2 separate regions of the Delphinus delphis genome follow, and region 2 is linked to region 1. A link is a contact called in public Hi-C data. All regions are on one chromosome and are shown on one strand. The core of a region is the stretch at or near the end of the contact, and the rest is flanking DNA. Distances in the headings are between cores, read along the strand shown. Region 1 holds the start of ELP6 (elongator acetyltransferase complex subunit 6). Region 2 holds the start of DHX30 (DExH-box helicase 30).

Region 1 (3,943 bases), core at 988-3,487:
CCGCTATGCTGAGGGTGCTGTCGTATATAGGTGGGGCGCCTCTAAAGAAAGAGGCTGCACGTGGGAACCCCACCACCAGGAGACGTGCAGACCGGGTGACATTTCAAAGTTCTTCCAGCCCAGAGGTCCATCATTCTTTGGGTGCACTAGGCTTGGTTGAGGTGTAGGAGGGCCCACCAGAATCCAGAGGCTGTGGTCCATCCAGAGGGGACCTGTCACTACAAGTCCAACAGGGGCTGCTTTGCTACCACATCCTTCCCAGCTCCCTCAGCCCCAGGACAGTCCAGCCTTTTGACCCAAGTCTGTTCAAGCTTTAGGGATGTGACACCAGCCCCAGTCGCCGAGCTCTGATTGGAATAGAATAGGCATTTCTTTCTTTTCTTTAAAAATAATTTTTATTTTCTGTTGACATATAGTTGATTTACAATTGTCATGTTGTTGTAGGTCTATGGCAATGTGATTCAGTTGTATATATTCATGTATCTGTTATTTTTCGGATTCTCTTTTTATGTAGGTTATTACTGAGTGTTGAGTAGAGCTCCCTCTGGTGTACAGTAGGTCATCTTTGCTTATCTGTTTTGTATGTATTAGTGTGTATGTTAATCCTAACCTCCTTATTTAATCCTCTCACTGCGCTTTTTCCGTTTGGTAACCCTAAGTTTTTCTCCTTGTGTGATTCTGCTTCTGTTTTATAAATTAGTTCATTTGCATCAATTTTTCACTTCTACCTATAAGTGATATCATATGATATTTTTCTTATTTTACTTTGTATGGTCATCTCTATGTTTGTCTATGTTCCTACCAATGGCATTATTTCATTCTTTTTATGGCTGAGCAATAGGATTAAATTCTATGGTTCACCATGTTAATATGTCTTAGTATATATAGGGTGGTCTAACTCACGTGTGGCTGTATTATTGGTATGAAGCGGCACTCATTTTCTGGGAAAGGGGATATTTCGGTTTTGTCTTAGACAATGTTCATGTTCTGTGGTCAACATTATGATGGAGTTGTGTAGTTTTGTCTTTATTCATCACAATGAAGCTGATGTTGTTTTGTGAAACTGTTCACACTCGACAGGAAAACATGGAGACCTAGCTTTGAGTGTCAGGGCAGCCCCTGGATGCCCCTGCCTGCTTTCCTCTTTCTCACATAGCAGTAATCATGAAACATCCACTCTTGGCTGGAGGATCTAAGTGATTTTGACACATAGAGACAGGGGCCTCCATTTCCAACCTAGATGCAGAGCTTCAGATAAGTGACTACATTCCACATCTTTTTCTAAAAAATAAATTTATTTATTTATATTTTATTTTTGGCTGCGTTGGGTCTTCGTTGCCATGCACGGGCTTCTCATTGCAGTGGTTTCTCTTGTTGCGGAGCACGAGCTCTAGGCGCACGGGCTTCAGTAGTTGTGGCTCGCAGGCCCTAAAGCGCAGGCTCAGTAGTTGTGGTGCACGGGCTTAGTTGCTCCGAGGCATGTGGGACCTTCCTGGACCAGGGCTCGAACCCGTGTCCCCTACATTGGAAGGCGGATTCTCAACCACTGCGCCACCAGGGAAGCCCCACATCTATCTTAATCTTCTCATTTCCATGGAAACCCTGGGCTACTTTGCAGTACAGGCCACATTTTGACTTTTTCTTTAGACAGCTGTGCTCTGATGCGAACCCATCAAAACACTGCTTCATTTAAATTTCCCCTGAACCCAGGTCCTCACACAACTTTCTCCTGTGCTTGTTGGTAGGCCGTGGGCTCCACTTGTTTGCTATCTCCCTCACTGTAATGATCAAATAAACTTGACTTCTTCGAATTACACGTTTATCCCTGGGGATGTGAGGTTGATTGGGCTAGAAGAAAACTACATGGTGTACTAGATATAAATGGTATGGAAAAAAAAAAAGGAAAGGATAAGAGGTGCTGGGGAAGGGGCTGTTGCGATTTAAATAGGATGCTTACGAAACTCCTCGGTGATAAAGTGACATCTGAGCAAAGATCTGAAAGAAGTGGGGGATTTTTTGAACGGCTGAGTATCTAGGAAAAGAGCTGTAGAGGAAGGGGAAACAGTGCAAAAGCCCCGAGGAGGAGCTTGCACAGCGTGTTTCAACCACACTTAGTCAGTGACCCTACGTTGACAACCTCTTTAATTCCGAAACTTAACCCCACTCCATCGTTACTCCCTTATCCTGCTTTTTCATTTTTCCACAGAACGTTTCAATATATCATTCCGTGTTCATTATGTTTGTTTTCTGCTCTGCGCGAGGGAGGGCATCTTCGCCAGTCTGGGTCGCCGATGCAGCTCGAGCTTCTAGCAGTGTTGGGCACGCCGCAGGAGCTCGACAGGCCGTACTGTCCGGAGGCCCCAGGCCGGGGAGAGAGAGCGGTCAAGGTAAGGAGGAAGAAACCGGTCTCCTGGGGCTTCGGTGGGGGGAAGCCCCTGCTGGGGACCCGCAGGTAAGGAGCCGCACCTCCCAGCGCCCCGGTCCCCCGACCGGATGCGCATCCCCGCGCGTGCGCCGGATGCGGCCTGGGTCAAGGCGCCCGCCCGATTGGCTGCGGCCGGCGCCTAGAAGCGGCGTTGCGCATGTGCGCTCCTTCCGCGCGGTTTTGTGGCATGGGTTTTGCTCTTCAGCTTCCGCTGTCTCCGCGGCAGCCCCATTTCTCGTTTAGGGTGCTCGTTCCCGTTGCTCGGAATGTTCCCGGAACTCAATAACCTTCTCAACACCACCCCTGACCAGGCGGAGCAGGTAAGACATTGCACGGTCGGGAAGGGGGCGCGTCCTGCGAGCGTGGCGGAAGGCCGTACGGGAAGCGCACGCGGACCCGTGAGAAATAACGCGACGTCCGGGGACCCCGGGGCGCCTGGGAGTTGTAGTCCAAAGAGGGCCCGCCCGGGGCTGGCCTGGACATTTGGGCTTGTGGGAGGTGGGCATCTGGCGCCTTCTCAAAGGTCGTGCGTGCCCTTGAAAGTCCATAGGAAGCATGTCCAACGTTTGGATTGGCTTAAGTTCACAGACGTGTACTGGGCGAGCCCTTTGAGTGTTCAGTGTGGTGGGAGTTCCGGCGCCCCAAAAGAGGCTGCCTGAGAGGAGAGGAGAGGAGAGGAGAGTTCGACTCTCCACCCATCACGTGGGACCAGCTTCTTAACCACCCTGAGCCTCCCTCTGGCTCGGGAGCGCTCGGCAGATCGCAGTGAATGCTGCTGCTCCTCTTCCTCCTCGTGTTCTCGAATAGTGCTTTTTGAAGCTGCCCTCAGCCAACGTTGGATTGTAGGAGTCCACCTTTGGCACCACAGGCTCGCTACTCTTGTTTTCTTCTCCCTCCTTCTCACACTCTAGGGCATTTCGAAAATTTCCACGCTTTCGCCCAAGGGTTACCTCCCCTAGGAGTATACCTGACTTATTTCATAGCTGTTGTCTTTCTGATGAAATGGTAAGCTCTTCCAGAAAGACAAGGGACCAAGTGTGAAAGCCTTTTTATGACTCCCTAATGCCTGGCAAATAGTATTCAATGGATACTTGTGCATCTTAATTGCCCAGCAGTTCTTCTCTGCCCAAGCCTCCAGATGGCGCTGGTTACCTTGCCAGTTACTACTAGCACCTCCAAAGTCCAAGCCCAGGGCCGCAGGGAATGGAGGATAGAAGTGGGCACCAGGAAATGACAGATGGCGCTAGGGTTAACCCTCAAGTTCTGCTAGTGTGATCTTTCATAGTTTATAAGTGAAAAAAATCACAACAGCACAGAGACGACCTTCCCTGTCACTGAGAAGGAACTAGGGGTGGCTGGAGCAGGGCAGCCAGGCCCTGCAGAGACCATTGTTAGAGGTCTTTCCAGGGCTTTCCATGATCAAAGCTCTGCCTGAAGCACTTTCCAGGGCCTTTGGGAGGAGGACTTTGATACTGGAAGCCTCTGTCAACAACTACTTCTTCACTCTCCCCTACTTAG
Region 2 (4,174 bases), core at 1,281-3,780, 270 kb before region 1:
TGCTCGTAAACAGACTCTTGGTTTTGCTTTTCTAAAAAGCCCCTGATCCTTTCCACGCCAACCAAAGCTCATATAACACTATCTTTTCATGTATCAGTCTTAAAAAATATACTATGAGATTCAACATAGGATCTTTTAGAGATATTTTACAGAGCTCTAGAAAATTTCATAGAGATCTAAAAGAAAACCGCCTTCCTAGTTATACAGTATTATGTTAGAAACCTTTATGGTTTAGAGTTTCTCTAAAATAAACTAGAGATAAGTTAAATAATATTATGTCCAGATTTCTTGCATAATGAAACCTAACTCCAGACAGAATCACTATGAGATGATTCAAGGACAGAGAGAGGGTATAACTTAAAATGATGCCCTTCTTCCAAGACAGTCACAAATGGATTCAATACATGCCTTTTGCTTTACAGTGTGGCTGGGCATGAGACCCACCACTACTTTGTGTGCATGGCTAGATCAACTTACCTTACAAGAGCAGTGACAGTCTCAGATTTTGTGGGCTTTTGAACTGGAGCTGAATTCTCTCTTTGCTATTCCTCATCACGAGGCTGGGCCTCCTCCTGGGAAGTACAATGCTGGGTCACTAAAGTGATGGCCCCCGCAGGGAAAGAAAGTTGCTCCGGACCACTGAAATTCATCTACTAACTCTGACAACAAGGACAAGTTATGTTAGTGGCATGAAACACACACAGTACACTTTGGCCTCACTTCAGGACCTGCCATGACCCACTCTATACCCATCAAATTGTGAGCTGCCCTACATCCACACCTGTAAGATACCAAGAAAGATATGTCATGGTAAAGAGGGATGTGTAGTCCCAAAAGCATTTTCTCCAAGCCCAGAGCAAAACTTACTTCAGTTTTGAGTTCTACTCCCATCTGACTATAAGATGAATCGATCTAAGGTAGATAAAGAAGCTCTTCCAGACTGGGAAATTAACAAAATTGAATGCTAAGTACCATTTTTGTAGTTTACAAAGTACTTCCACAGACTTTATCTCACTTAACCTATGCAACTACCTAGTGAGGTAGGAAATATCCTTCCCAGAGAAGGAAATTGAGGCAGATTTTCCCAGAGAAGTTTACACAACTTGCCCAAGATGCTATAACTGCCTCAGGGCAGAATGCAAACCTGCAGTTAAGGTACTGAGCTCCAAAGTTTTCCATGCTTATACCATACCACTTATTTCCATGATATCATGCTGTTTCCATGATATCATGCTGTTGCCTATTCATTCTTTGAAAGAATATTTTATACTGACATCTTCAAAGGTTGAAAGAGGAAAGAACTTTGATAAACTCTGGACCACGATTCCATAAATTAAAACACTTTGAGAGTAAGTATCTTTTGGGTAAAGGGACAACCTACATAGGAAGAAAATGCAGCAAAGGATGTACTTCCTGCACCTAAAACAGCTACATAAATAAAGACCACTATATAAATCCCAAATACTACATCAGGAAAAAAAATTCTCCCTCCTGGAAACTCCAAGACTCCAAGATTTAAGTGTAAATTATAAAATGTAGTCAAGACCCACAATGACGGCGGGATTACCGCCTTTAAAGAAACTGCAAGGGAAACCATCAAAGTCTCATTTCGCTCTGGCCAGTAAGTTGCAACCAAAAACAGGTTGAGAATCTGCAAGTGGCCACCTGCAGTCCACTTGCTACAGCGTATGACAAGCCCCTGTGGATGGGGGCTGCAAAGTGGACAACCTCTGCCTTGCAAAATCACAATTACGGTGACCAGTGTTGCTACACGAGGACTAATTAGACAGCATGCTAACGCCATACTCCTGGCTCAGGGGCTCTGAGGACCCCTGGGACTCCAGTTCACTGCAAACAAAGGACCCAACATGCATTAGGTCTTCCCCTGCGAAACGGGGCAAGTCACCACCAGCAAACAAAGAACACCTCACCCCTTGGCCTCCCCCAGTGACAAGGTCGGTGCAAAAGGGGGCAAACCAGGGGGGCCAGAATGCATCAGGCCTCTTTGTGGACGAACAGTCCAGGCGGCACGGGGGCAGACAAAGGTCCCAGGGCACTCCGGGGGCTTCCTCCAGGCCCTGCCTCGGGAAACAGAGCATCCCCTGAGGCGGAGGCGTCGTTGCGCCAATGAAGCGGCCTCTCCCGCGGCCCCCGCGGTGCCCCTGGCTACGAGGCCAGCCCTGGCGGACCGGTCGGGCCCCCGCCCCCGCCCCGGCTCCATGGCAACAGCAGGCCGAGGCCTGGTTGCTCACGGCTCGGCCCGGCCGGCTTCCCGGGCAGGCCTCGGATGCCCGGCCTGCTCCTCCGGCCCGCCCGCTTCTCCGCCCCACTCTCCGCCAAGCCGGCGGTCGGACCCGGACCCCTCCTCGCGCTGACCACCCACGGCCGCGGGAAGCTCCTCAATGGGGCACGAAAAGGGAGAATCAAAAGCCCAATTCACCTGTTGTTACAGATGTGAAACAAGCCTCGGTGCACCGCGCATGAGCCGCGGCCCCCCCCCCAACCACGGCCGGACTACAACTCCCACCAGCGGCGGCGCGGCCCCTTCCGGGTCCCGTGGCGGAAGTCCCGCCGGCCGGCGGCGCTCCCGCCCTGCGGCCCCAGCGTCGCCTCCCGCGGTGGACCCCGCGTCTCTGCGGCTCTCTATGTGGTCCCTCGCCTGGGGCCCGCAGTGGCAGCCAAGGGCTCACGCCGCCGAGCAGCCAACCGGCGGTGAGACCCCGGCGCGGGGCCCAATGGGGGACGGCCGCGGCGGGCGAGGCGGGACTTCCGGCAGGGTCACGAAGGGGGCGGGCGCGCTGGGGGCCCTGGGGGGCGCTGAGGGAGCGAGTCTGAGCGTCTGGGCTCTCGCACAGAGTTAGCATCTGGAGTGTGAGAGCGGCAGGGCGTTCGGGTCCTCTGCGCGCCTGACCCGCTCCTCCCGCTGCGAGTGAACAGGCCGGATCAGGGCTGAGCCAGGAACGAAATCCAGCTCGCGCTCCGGGCTTCCACCCGCCTTCCTCGCCGCGGCTCGTTGCCACGCCTCTTCTCTTCTCCATCTCTGATTTTGTTTCTTTAGGGAGATGAGAATTTCTGCCTCACGAGATTGTTACGAGGATGAAATCTACGTGATGGCGCGTTGTAAACGGTACAACGCTAGGGAAAGGACAAGGTGGCACTTGAAGCTCGGAGTGCTGTTGGGCAGGTCTGAAGGTCCCGCCCCCTCCCCCTCCGCCCTCACGTCTCAGAAGTGAGAAAGGGCCTTATCCACGTTATATGCAGCAGTCCTCCAGGTGAGGCTCCTGTGTGCGTTCAGTGGAATCCAATTTCAAAAGGAGAGATCTCGGTGGGGGATACCTCGGAAGCTGGGTCAGGATTTTAGAGCTGGAAAGACCTAGAATATGCTTTTAAGATGTGGCCATATCCCTTCATTTTTGTCCAAACAATTAAATTCAACAACTATTTGTTATTTACTTTCTCTCTGCGTTGGACAGAAGGGTGAGGGAGGGGAGCATGGACCTTCATTCATTTAAATTATTCTCTATTTTGAGCAGGGCGTGGTGCTATGACGTGTGGGGATGATCCTTGCACGGATATTGATATATAGCAGTTGATAGGCAGGTGTGGAGGATGCAAAGACCCTGCCCCCAAGGGTCTTAAGGCCTAGTAGAGAAGATGAAAACCTGCATAAAGCAAAAAGAAAGTTATAAATGCTGGGGAGGAAGTATAAAGTATTCCAGGGAGAACCATGTGAGCAAGGGCATCCAGGTGGAACAAAGGGCAAATCCTAAAACTATTCAATAGTTCAGTGTGAAGAGAGGGCTGGGTATGTGAATGTTCTTTAGAGGAGATAGAGCAGAAAAAGCAGAGTCAGGAATGCTACGCTAGGATTTTGACTTTATTTTTAATCAATTATTTTTTGTAACATTTTTATGGTTCTAAGGAGAGTAAAATACTGTATTTTAGGGACGTTATTCTGGAAGTGTGAGGGTAGAGTTGGCTGGGAAAATATTAGCTAGGATACTAATTTGATGAGTGTAATGAGGGGTTGAACTGTGCTCAGCGGTGAAAAAGACAAGAAAGATAAGGAGAGGGTGATTGTAGAGCTCCAGGCTGGTCCCTGGCCACAGGTGTGTGGAGACCTGACTTTGTACCGGAATGACTGGAGGGATTATGCTCTGTTAATATGATTAAG

Evidence for each region. A called contact is a pair of places that touch in the nucleus more often than the background predicts.
Region 2: a contact with region 1 is called in a Hi-C map of muscle, with 5 times the contacts expected there. The contact joins the promoter of DHX30 here to the promoter of ELP6 in region 1. A contact is called at or near these places in 2 of 3 Hi-C or Micro-C datasets (lung and muscle).

The regions. Positions count from the first base shown.
Region 1 is chr10:63,899,861-63,903,803 of mDelDel1.2, reverse strand. ELP6 (elongator acetyltransferase complex subunit 6) reads left to right here and starts at 2,237. Exons shown (of 8, transcript XM_060022371.1): 1 at 2,237-2,654; 2 at 2,657-2,745. The coding sequence starts at 2,237.
Region 2 is chr10:64,166,005-64,170,178 of mDelDel1.2, reverse strand. It overlaps DHX30 (DExH-box helicase 30), which reads right to left and starts at 2,530. Exons shown (of 22, transcript XM_069541154.1): 1 at 2,441-2,530; 2 at 478-659. It overlaps LOC132431671 (a long non-coding RNA gene), which reads left to right and starts at 3,002. Exons shown (of 3, transcript XR_009520783.1): 1 at 3,002-3,272.